Regions from separate parts of the Mus musculus genome. Here all the other regions are linked to region 3. The links are chromatin contacts, called in public Micro-C and promoter capture Hi-C maps. All regions are on one chromosome and are shown on one strand. Each heading gives the region's core, a stretch centred on a gene start, on an enhancer-like site or on the middle of the called end of the contact. The rest is flanking DNA. Distances are from core to core; before and after follow the strand shown. Region 1 has its middle 110 kb from the start of Gm40064. Region 2 has its middle 60 kb from the start of Strit1. Region 3 holds the start of Mme (membrane metallo endopeptidase).

The links. Promoter capture Hi-C pulls out the DNA fragments that hold promoters and counts their contacts. Hi-C and Micro-C count contacts between places; a contact is called where the count stands out from the background.
Region 1: a Micro-C map of palatal mesenchyme shows a contact between it and region 3, with 2.3 times the contacts expected there. The contact joins the enhancer-like site here to the promoter of Mme in region 3. A contact is called at or near these places in 3 of 39 promoter capture datasets (the 3T3-L1 cell line and liver), 3 of 484 Hi-C or Micro-C datasets (liver, palatal mesenchyme and uterus), 1 of 115 datasets of contacts at active chromatin or transcription factors (embryonic forebrain) and 2 of 9 other capture datasets (adipose tissue and liver).
Region 2: a promoter capture Hi-C map of liver shows a contact between it and region 3, with 4 times the contacts expected there. The contact joins the enhancer-like site here to the promoter of Mme in region 3. A contact is called at or near these places in 10 of 39 promoter capture datasets (the 3T3-L1 cell line, 3T3-L1-derived adipocytes, cranial neural crest and 5 more), 37 of 484 Hi-C or Micro-C datasets (the AML12 cell line, the STO cell line, Sertoli cells and 19 more), 5 of 115 datasets of contacts at active chromatin or transcription factors (embryonic forebrain, epiblast stem cells, fibro-adipogenic progenitors and 2 more) and 1 of 9 other capture datasets (adipose tissue).

Annotation. Positions count from the first base shown.
Region 1 is chr3:63,136,285-63,139,456 of GRCm38.p6, forward strand. No RefSeq gene overlaps it. Among named protein-coding and RNA genes, the nearest start is that of Gm40064, 110 kb to the right of the region's middle. Within about 2 kb of position 1,602, at least 37 of the 459 cell types and tissues checked have an H3K27ac peak or open chromatin away from gene starts, as enhancers often do. A contact at or near this core is called in palatal mesenchyme and uterus, where this site is marked.
Region 2 is chr3:63,541,906-63,545,102 of GRCm38.p6, forward strand. No RefSeq gene overlaps it. Among named protein-coding and RNA genes, the nearest start is that of Strit1, 60 kb to the left of the region's middle. Within about 2 kb of position 1,301, at least 6 of the 459 cell types and tissues checked have an H3K27ac peak or open chromatin away from gene starts, as enhancers often do.
Region 3 is chr3:63,293,781-63,297,058 of GRCm38.p6, forward strand. It overlaps Mme (membrane metallo endopeptidase), which reads left to right and starts at 1,431. Exons shown (of 23, transcript NM_001357335.1): 1 at 1,431-1,835.

The DNA of each region.
Region 1 (3,172 bases), core at 352-2,851, 160 kb before region 3:
AATGACTAATATATGTAAGTTAATTATAAACTTTTATATAACTCATAAATAAAAAGGGAACCAAAGCATATAATATACATTGATGGATATATAATATATATCCAATAAAATATATTGAACTGGGTAAGAATAGGCACAAAGCTGTAACAACCATGATGATTTTAGAAAAGAAAAAGGGCCTCAAACTAATAATGTCAGTTTCTTTATTAACAAAATAGGGAAAGAACTCATTAAACTTGAATTAAATAAAAGCTGTATGTGAAAAATGATGTGCCACGTTGCTAAATTGAGACAAAAGTGGGGGAAATTGTTAAATGTGGTTCATTCCATACCCAGGCAGTAAAATGACAGCCATGGGCTTGATTCTGAAACCCAACTCAAGTGAAGTCACCTTCTACAGACATGTATAGTCAGATCCAAATACTTTCGTTGTGGAAGCCCACAAAGTGAGAGAACTGAAAAGAGATGCTTTCTCAGCCTTCTGTGATGCTGATGCTTGGCTGGTCACATCCCTCCTGTGATACTGTGGAGGCCTGCCTTATTGTGGTTATAAAGGAAGCACCTGCCCATTGGCTCTTTTTAGTCACTGTATATTTTTATGTCAACCAAGCTTTGATTTTGTTTCCAGAATATAAAGATGTGTTTTCTCTGTTTGAAGCCGTGCTCAGTTAACTTCCTAGTGAAGTTTGATCAATGCAGAGAAAGGTCCATTCTTGTGAAACCCAGATTAAGAAACTTTCACAGATCCCTACAGCCAGAGTGGGAGCAGAACCCAGAACAATCCACCCCATGCAGGGACGTTCTCCCTCACAGTTTCACGGAAGCCAAGTCATCTTGTCTGCTGCCTCGCAGATTGATCTTCCTTTCTGATATCAAAACCCCAACCTGATGCCTGCAGGCAGAACAAGCCCCCATTCTCACATTACACATTAATTGGCCTGGTTTTCTTCCAGATGCCCCTTATCTAGGAGTGGTCTTGGGACCTTTAAAATACCTGCTTCAGACAGAAATACAAGAAAACATCATATCTCCACCCCTGTCCTTCCACACTCTGATGTAGGATACCTTAAAGAACAAACTTCTGTTCCCGGGCAGGCCAAAGCTTTCTTTCCAATCCCTCATACACACTTCTCTGCCCATCTCTCATTAACTCTGGTTGAAGGAGGATCAGTCTCTGGCTTCCTCTCCAACCACATTCCTCTCCCAGACCTAACACCTCCCTCTTTGATAACCCTGAGTTTCACTTCCAACTTATTAGAAAAGAAATATAATCACATGTTTTATAATGTGTAAAGCGCTCTGCTAGGTTCCATGTATTGTATTTCTTAGAACTGTGTCCAAACCTCTTAAGATTCATTCACATCTGGCCAACAGACATTTCACGCCGTCTTTCAGGTAAACAAGGATCCAATGTTTAAATTCTCTAAAACACATCTGTTTCGGGCAATTCGGTTTCGTGTTTACCCGGTTCTCATTCTGAAAAAGAGCTGGCATCAGAATGTACTTGGTGAGTCAACTTCACCCTTGTATATACAATAGCAGAGAATGAGCCTGGCCCACAGTTTAAGTTTATACTGTTCTACTCAAGTTTCATTGTAATAGTTTTGCTTGGCATCTAACGAGTCCCAGTTTAGATTCCCCCTCTACTGGGTAATTACTGCTCACCATATTTCCACAGCCCCTGCCAGCGATTTCCTTCCAGTGGTACTGGAAAGTAGTTCTTGTCCTGACGGTGTGTGCTTGCCAAGTTGCATTTATTACAAAGATTTGCTGAAGGTTCTGATGGGGCCACATTTTCTTCAGCTGGTTCTACTCATGCCAAAGAACTTGACTAGCCCACTTGGTTTGTTTGTTTTAATTCAGATTTGTTGGGGTTTTTTTTCCCCCCTCTAATATGCTTTCACAGCCTGGAACATTTTAGTGGATTATTTCTCTAATCAACTATGAGATCTTCTGAAAACTAGAAGTGTAGCCAAAATAACATCACTTGCTGAGGAGCAGAATGGTGTATGGTGAAAGCTCAGACTTTACATAGTTGAGCTAGATGTACCAGCTTGATTCCTTTTCTGCAGCTTACTGTCTTTTCTGTGTCTCTGTTCCCTGATCTTCCAAAATGAGCATATTGAAGACTTTAACCCAAAATGTTTCTGTAAGGAATATCTGGCAGTCAACAAATTCAGAACCTATAATGCAGAGTGCAACATAAACAATCCATCAGGTGAATGACGTAGATAATTAGTAAAGTCTTTGATGAGATAGCTGAATTAGTCAATGGGTTGTTACAATTTCTGTGCAGACAGATAAATCCTTTCAATTCAGTGGATTTAAGTGTTGCAGCTTTAAGGAGGCTTAGTGTTTCTCCCAGGAATAAACATTAATCATGGGCTAAAGTAGCTCAAATCACTCAACTAAAGTGTGAGTCTGCTCTAAAAAGATTGATGTATGATGAAAATGTCTGATGCCAGGATACACTTTAGAATGTTTAGTTACCCTTACAGTCAGCCAGGCACTGCCAAAGCCCTGGCAAACTCAGCCATAGCTTTCATATTGTCCTCTCTTTGATTGAGTTAAATGCCTCTGTCACATTAGGTGTACTGAGTTGAATCACATTCTACTATGTCTTTTTAAAAGAGTATAGGATTACTGCTTATTGAAAAGAAAAAGTAATTGTGTCGCCTGGAAAACATGGACATAGAACCATCAGGAAGAAAATATTCATTTTTCATGATATGTTCAGTATTTCATTGTAACTTCCAAAGCAACAGTTGGGTGCTCAATGCAATTTTAATACAGTCTGAGAGGTGACTGTAGTCATAACCATAAACCTTTATGGTATGGTGTGTTCTGGAAATATGTGGATGCCTCCTAGTAAGCCCTGTTAAGGAGGCAGGGCCATAGATAATATAGGCGAAATATTTAAAGAGATGCTGTATCCATGATTCTTAATGGCTGGAAAGGTAGTATTGTATGCACAACAGACAACACAATTGTAATCTGAAAGTAAGACAAAAACACCAGACTCTGATGTTAAAAAAAAAAAGTTTAATAAGGTATTATCATTTCTCCTTTTTACCTATCCAAGCACATCAAATGATTTTTAAGGTTGTAGTCAGTCTAGAAGAATTCTTTTTGTAAATATAAACATTTTGATCTAAGTGCTATGTAGGAATAC
Region 2 (3,197 bases), core at 51-2,550, 250 kb after region 3:
CTCTCCTCTTTTGCCTCCTCCTCTTCATCTCCCTCCTTCATCTTTGGTGCTATGGGTGGTACCCAGGTTCTTGTTCTTGCTATGCTGGTGATCTAAAAGACACACCAAGCATCCCAATGCCAAGGGCCCCAGTCACTGTGAAAGGCAACCAAGGGCAAGAGAGCCAGGACTTGCTAGCTGCTTCTCAGTTCAGCTGAAGCCAGAGCTGAGAGACTCAAACTTTCTGAAAATATATGTGGTTTCCTTCCAAATATTGAATTTTAAATATGTGTGTGCATATATCACATATGCATACAAGCATTAGTCAGGATTTTGAAAACTGCTAGTATTATGTTCAAACAATATCTGCTGTTCAGGCTTTCAGAAAATAAAACATGATAAACGATGTCAACATTTATAGCTACTGAAGAGAAAATAACTTTCTGCTTAATATTAATATGTTTTTGTTGAAAAAAACTAGAACACTTAATTCTATTTGGAGGAACCAGTTTAAGAGCCAAACAGACAGCAAAAAACTTTGTGTTAGATGAAAATATTTATTACAACTGTCAAGGGCAAATGCACTTAGAAGTGAAATTAATCAACAGTTTACTCCTTCTTGTTATTCATTCACATCCTCATTTCTCTTGGAAATGTGTCTGTCAATTCTGAACTAGTCACTTCCTATGATGCTTGGTTTTGTTTTTAATAAAAATGTCTAGAATTCTTGGAGTGGGGTAGGCTATTTGTTTCTGAAATAGAAATAGCACTGCACTCCTATTGATTATTATCTGATCTCCCCCTCTCACTCTCTCTCTCTTTTTTTCATTTAAATCCCCATAGAATCCACTCCAGGAATGCACTGTTTATACAAATTTCAGAATAGTAGTCTTTGTGATGGTTAATCTTGACTGCCAACAAGACTCAGAATCACTAAGGAAATGAACCTCCAGGCATGTCTGAGAGGAATTTTTTGGATTACATTAAGTGATGCAGAAAGACACATCGTACATGGTGATACCACAGGAGCTGATGGACTGGACAAAGGGGAGAAAGACAGCAGAGCAACAGCCTTCACCTCTGTTTCCTGTCCAAAGAGTCCATGGGCCCAGCTGCCTCTAGATTGTTCTGCCATGACGGACAGATTGTACCCTTAAAGGATGAACCTTCTCTTTCTCAAACCGATTTTGTCAGGAATTTTGTCACTGTAACAGAAAAAGGAAACAAAGACTGAGTTCAACCCCAACCCTCCCCTTCTAGAGCTTGTGTGTCTCCACCCACAGCATTCCTGTGATGTTTGCTCTGTGTTTGTGAAACATACTCAAAGGCAAATAAGTCACTGCTGTTTTGTTTTGTTTAATTCCGTGTGGAATGTTCCTTGATAGACATAGGCACAAGATCAGAGTTGACATTCTCACACATGGGAATTATCCACTCTGAGCATATGGGGGAATAGAAGGGAAGAATATTAGAGTCAACTGGGTCTGTAAACAACACAAATGTGTCTAAACCTAATTGAAAATGGTATAATGGATTAATTTCATTGTCAGCGTATATAACACTAACTTTGAGTCCTTGGCTTGTGGAATGGGATATCGTGTGTGGCGCAGTAGAGCAAACAGAAGCTTCAGGAGCTGCTTCCCAAATGAAGTAAGAAAAATGCATCAAATGTATGACTGGGAAGAGCAGGAGATGGCAAAAGCAATCGCACTCTGAGGATGGAAAAGAGTCATCGCCTCTTTATTTATCTCTCCTGTCTAGCCTCTACAGAAACTGAACAGATCCTAGAACATACTACTGAAAATCCATTCCCACAGAAGTCTCAATTCCAGCTGATGTGGCATTTTTTGTTCTACAGATTTTCATAGCCTCTGGCATATGGAACATGGCTATGAATTTGTCAAATACCATCTTTTTTATTCTAACCAGAAAAGAGGACCAGAAACCATTTGCATTCCTATGAAATAGACAGCAGCATATATTTAGGTTTTTATCCCCAGAACTGTACCAACTCTCTTACTGATGGCATAATTCACTCCCAAGCCATATGCTTCAGATGACACACCTTGATTCATTAATCCTGTAACACTGCATTGATTGGGATGAACGAGTGAGAGGCACTGCATACTGGAGACCCTGCTAAGCCTTACAAGAGCTTTTAAAGGCCATACCAGAAGTATCAAATAAATTCTAACATCTTCTGCCCTTCTATCCTTGTGTTAGTGAGTTCTTCATTACTTTAATAAATACCTGAGATGATTTATATAGATGAAATATCTGTTTGGGCTCATAATTTTAGAAGTTTCTCTGCATGGTTGTTAGTTAGCTATGTTACCTTGGACCTATAGTGAGGAAGATCATCATGGCATCCAGAAAGTGAGAGAAAGAATGAGATAAGCATCCCATAATTCCAAGTGGACCAGTTAGAGTGTTATTGTTGTTTTTGTTGGTTTGGTTTGATTTGGTTTGGTTTGGTTTTTTGTCAACTTGATATAACTAGAGTCACCTAGAATGAGGGAATCTCAGTTAAGAAAATATTCCCATCAGATTGGTTTTGAGGCAAGTCTGTGGTGCATTCTCTTGATTAATGATTGCTGTGGGAGGGCTCAATTCACTCTGGAAAGGCTGGTGAGTCTGGTTTGTATAAAAAGCAGGCTGGGCTAGCCATGATGAGCAACCCAGTAAGCAACACTCCTCCATGGTGTCTGGAAATGCTGCTCTAGCTCCTATTCCAAACAACACAAAAGCTGCTAAACTTGCAGGGTAACCAGCAAAGGAGAGGTCTGCAGTATCCAGACCACGGAAGGAAGGCAGCCTTGCCCCTTGGGACCTGTAAACCAAAAGACTATAAGAAATATTGCTGGTTAGAAAATATGCCATGTGATGTAGCAAGTTCAAAAAAAGATGACAACTGGTGGGTTTCTGGAGCATGGTCATCTGTTCCATTAACCATGGTGTTCTGTAGAGAAGGAATACTTAACCATGAAATACCAGGTAGTAACCAATACCAATCATGAGGTTGCTATTGCCAAGCATACCGAGCCATGATATAGCATGTGTGAATAGGTAGCACATACTTCATTTCCTCATTGTGCCACCCCATCAGCTCCAATCTATAGTCACACAGAAAGCATAAAAGCTGATGACCACTGTGCTTTATGGCTATGTGAGTCAGTGGGGAAAGCCAAACAAGAACTGTGACTATGTTGTAGACTCAG
Region 3 (3,278 bases), core at 181-2,680:
CTGAAAAGGTTTTTCATTAATGACTCTTTAATTGAGAAAAAAATCAATTTTCAGCTCAAGGTTGATAGCTGTAATAAATAATCGTAACCTAGTTTCTGTTGTTATCAAAACATTCTCCAGGGCTAAGAGTATTGCTCAATGGCTGCTCAAATACTTATCATGCTAAGGCGTTAAGGCCCCAGGTCAACCACCTCCTTTAGGTGAAAGAGATATTCTTGAATCTTGTGGATATGCTAGATAGCCTTAAAAGAGTAATATGTTTAAAACTTTAATGAAAATAAAACAAATCAAATGAGAAACGTTAAGTAGGCTATAGCCACACACATGAGCTTAATTTTTATTTCTAGTTGAAACGTGATTTTTTTTTTGTAATATTCTGACCAAACATTACTATACTAATCAGAAATGCATTAAACTTTTAATGCTAGTGGTTGAATATGGAAAGTTTGAGAACTAGTGCCCTCTCTCCCTTCCTCTCTCTCTCCCTATCTGTATCTATATATACATACACATATTTTCCCAACTCGTTTTATTGTAAAATTTAGATGTTTTGAAAATTTAAGTAAAATATAATAAAAACTAAGCACACCGGTGTTGGGGAGGAAAATCTAGCTTTCTTCCCAAGAGAATTTGAGTAACTCTCTCTTCTGTGCATTGATCCTCTGCAAAACAATCGGAGGCAAGATGACCTGGGTTCAAATTCCATTTGAGATGCTTCCCAGAGTGCTTGCCAAGCTGCCTATGCTTATCAGTGAGAGGTCACACATCTCTGTTAGTCTAGCCATGAGGACAAAGATGTGCTTGTAATACCCACAGAGGAAGAAAGAAGCGTGGGCACTTCCGTTTGAAGGTGTGCGTTGAACTTACGCACATCAATTGAGTTACTTTGTCTTGAAATGTCTTTCCATGATACTCATAATTTCACTAACATACATTTCCTGTTCTTGTCTTAGCTTTTTGTTTGTTTGTTTGTTTGTGTTTCTTTAACCATTAAAAAAAAGCATAAAGTTGGTTAGGGCAAAGGAGTAAGGCATTTTAATGCTCAAAGATCGTTTCAAGTTCAAGTCCTGTGAGCATGCTCGCACTTATGGAGCATGTGTGGTGTTCAAAACTTGTGATTCCAAACAGGAGAAGGATTAGTATTCCAACTCTATATGTACTTGACATTGAATGACTACATTGAAATCCTGGGGCAGGGGTGGGGGCGGGGCAGAAAAGTTTAGCCTTTCTGAGTTCTTTGGTTACAATAGCGGCTAAAGGTAATTTCCATGAAATACTTGCCTCTGCACAAAGACAAACTTCTATCTTTGACAAATTCAATGCCTTAAGTTTAAGAGAAAGAGACACACATAGACTGGGGGGGGGGGGAGGAGAGGAGGGAAGGATGAAGAAAAGAAGACATTGAAAAGAAGGGAAGGAGAGTGAAGGACGAGGGAAAACGGAGAGAGCAAGAGTATGTGAGAGAGAAGCATTCTGGTCTTAGTCAGTTAGAGAATGAGAGCCTGCAATCAGCACTACACAATCCCAGAGAGACAGTGTATTGTTGTCTTGAAAGCCACAAAGCTAAACAATTCCAAGAATGTCTGGCGAAGCCCTTTTGGGAAGGGCAAGGTGGGGGACGAACTGGGAGAGGGAGCCCCCTCCGCCCCTTTACACGGTGTGACAGGATTTGGGAGACCTGGCGGAAACCTTCAGGTCACCCAGGGAACTGCTCTCGCGGCTGGTCCTGTGCGGCGAGGCGGGGGGTGAGCGCGAGGCGCGCAGGGCGCGGAGATGTGCAAGTGGAGGAGCTGGACGGAGTGCAGGCGTAAGCTGCAGAGCGGCTAAGGCGAGGGGTGAGTCTCGGGGTGAGGGTCCAAGGAATGCGGGCTTCCCGGGCGCTCACCCGCCCGGAGCCCGAGTGGGGCCTGGAACCTCCCGGGACTCTGGCTTCGTCCCCCTCCGCGCGCTCGGCGCCGGGGCGCACCCTGGGGACCGCACAGAGCGGTGGGCGCTCGCCCGGGCTGGGGGCTACTTTGCCTGCGGCCGCCCTGGCCGGTGCGCTCATTGGTCGGGATGTGTCTGCTCAGTCGCCTCCAACTTCTCCCCAATCCCACTGGTGAGTCACCGGAGAGCGAACAACCGGGCACCGGGAGCGGGGCACCAGTGTCCCCGGGGCGCCGGGAGTCGGTGGGACGGGCAACAGGAGGACAGAGCGGGCGGGGGCCGGGACGCGCTAAGCAAGGGCAGAGGCCGAGGTCCCGCGCGCAGCGGGCTCCTGGTGCCTGGTCGCCGCGGGAGGAGGAGGCGTGTCCTGGGCGGGAGCCGCCACTGGGACCTGAGAATGTGGGGAGGGGAAGGGGCCGAGAAGGCGACCTGGAGGAGGACCCTGGGAGTGATGTCAGGTCACCTCCAGGTTCATTTTCATAGCTTCCTGCAGCCTCCGCCCAGGAGTTCTGTTTGGTGACCGAGAGCAGCGCTGCCAAATTGCACCGGGGTTCATTTGGGGGCTGGGAATTGGCCATTCCGCTGTACAGACACTGTTTTTATTTTAAAAAACAAGGTTTGTTTTCATTTTAGTTTCTATCGGATTCTCTCCTCAATTAACTCACTTTCCTAGTTTTAAATTTTCTTAACCTAAATGTCTTTTCACAATCCCACCTCTTCATCGTGCTTCGAACCTTGGCTTCCTATTATATAATTCATGCTTAAATCTGCCAAAGGGTTGGCTGGCGCGGGGTGGGGGTGTTCTTTAGTAGATGGAAGTTTTTAAAGACCCTTTCTTACTTAACCTATCCTGATCTATTTATACTCTTTAAAAATGAGAGTAACTATAAACCGGTATTCCTCTGAGCCTCTCGGTCAAGTCTATTCCATGCCCATAAGCGGCTCACATGGATTTTATTAAACTGAAAACTAGTAACTGACTTGCAGCGCCAGCTTTTGGAAGCTGCTCTGCTATCGGCAGATTGGCGCTGAGGGAGTGTAGCTGCACGCCCTTGGATTTTTTCTTCTTTCGTTCAAGCTCTCAAAAATATTTGTTGTGTTTTGGACTTGATTTTTTGTTGTTGTTGTTGTTGTTTTGTTTGTCTTGGGTTGTACTCTAGAGCAATGTGGATGGGACTTTTCATGTCAAAACTCACTTCAGGCCGGGGGAAATACCTACTAGTTAATGTGGCAGGATGGTGTGGGGGTGGGGGTGGGGGTCAAGCGGTCTTCTGAATACTACTACTTCAGCTTCCACAGACACAATCTAATTATGAAGCTGACTTCTTCCTACTCTGCCTTAATTTCCACTA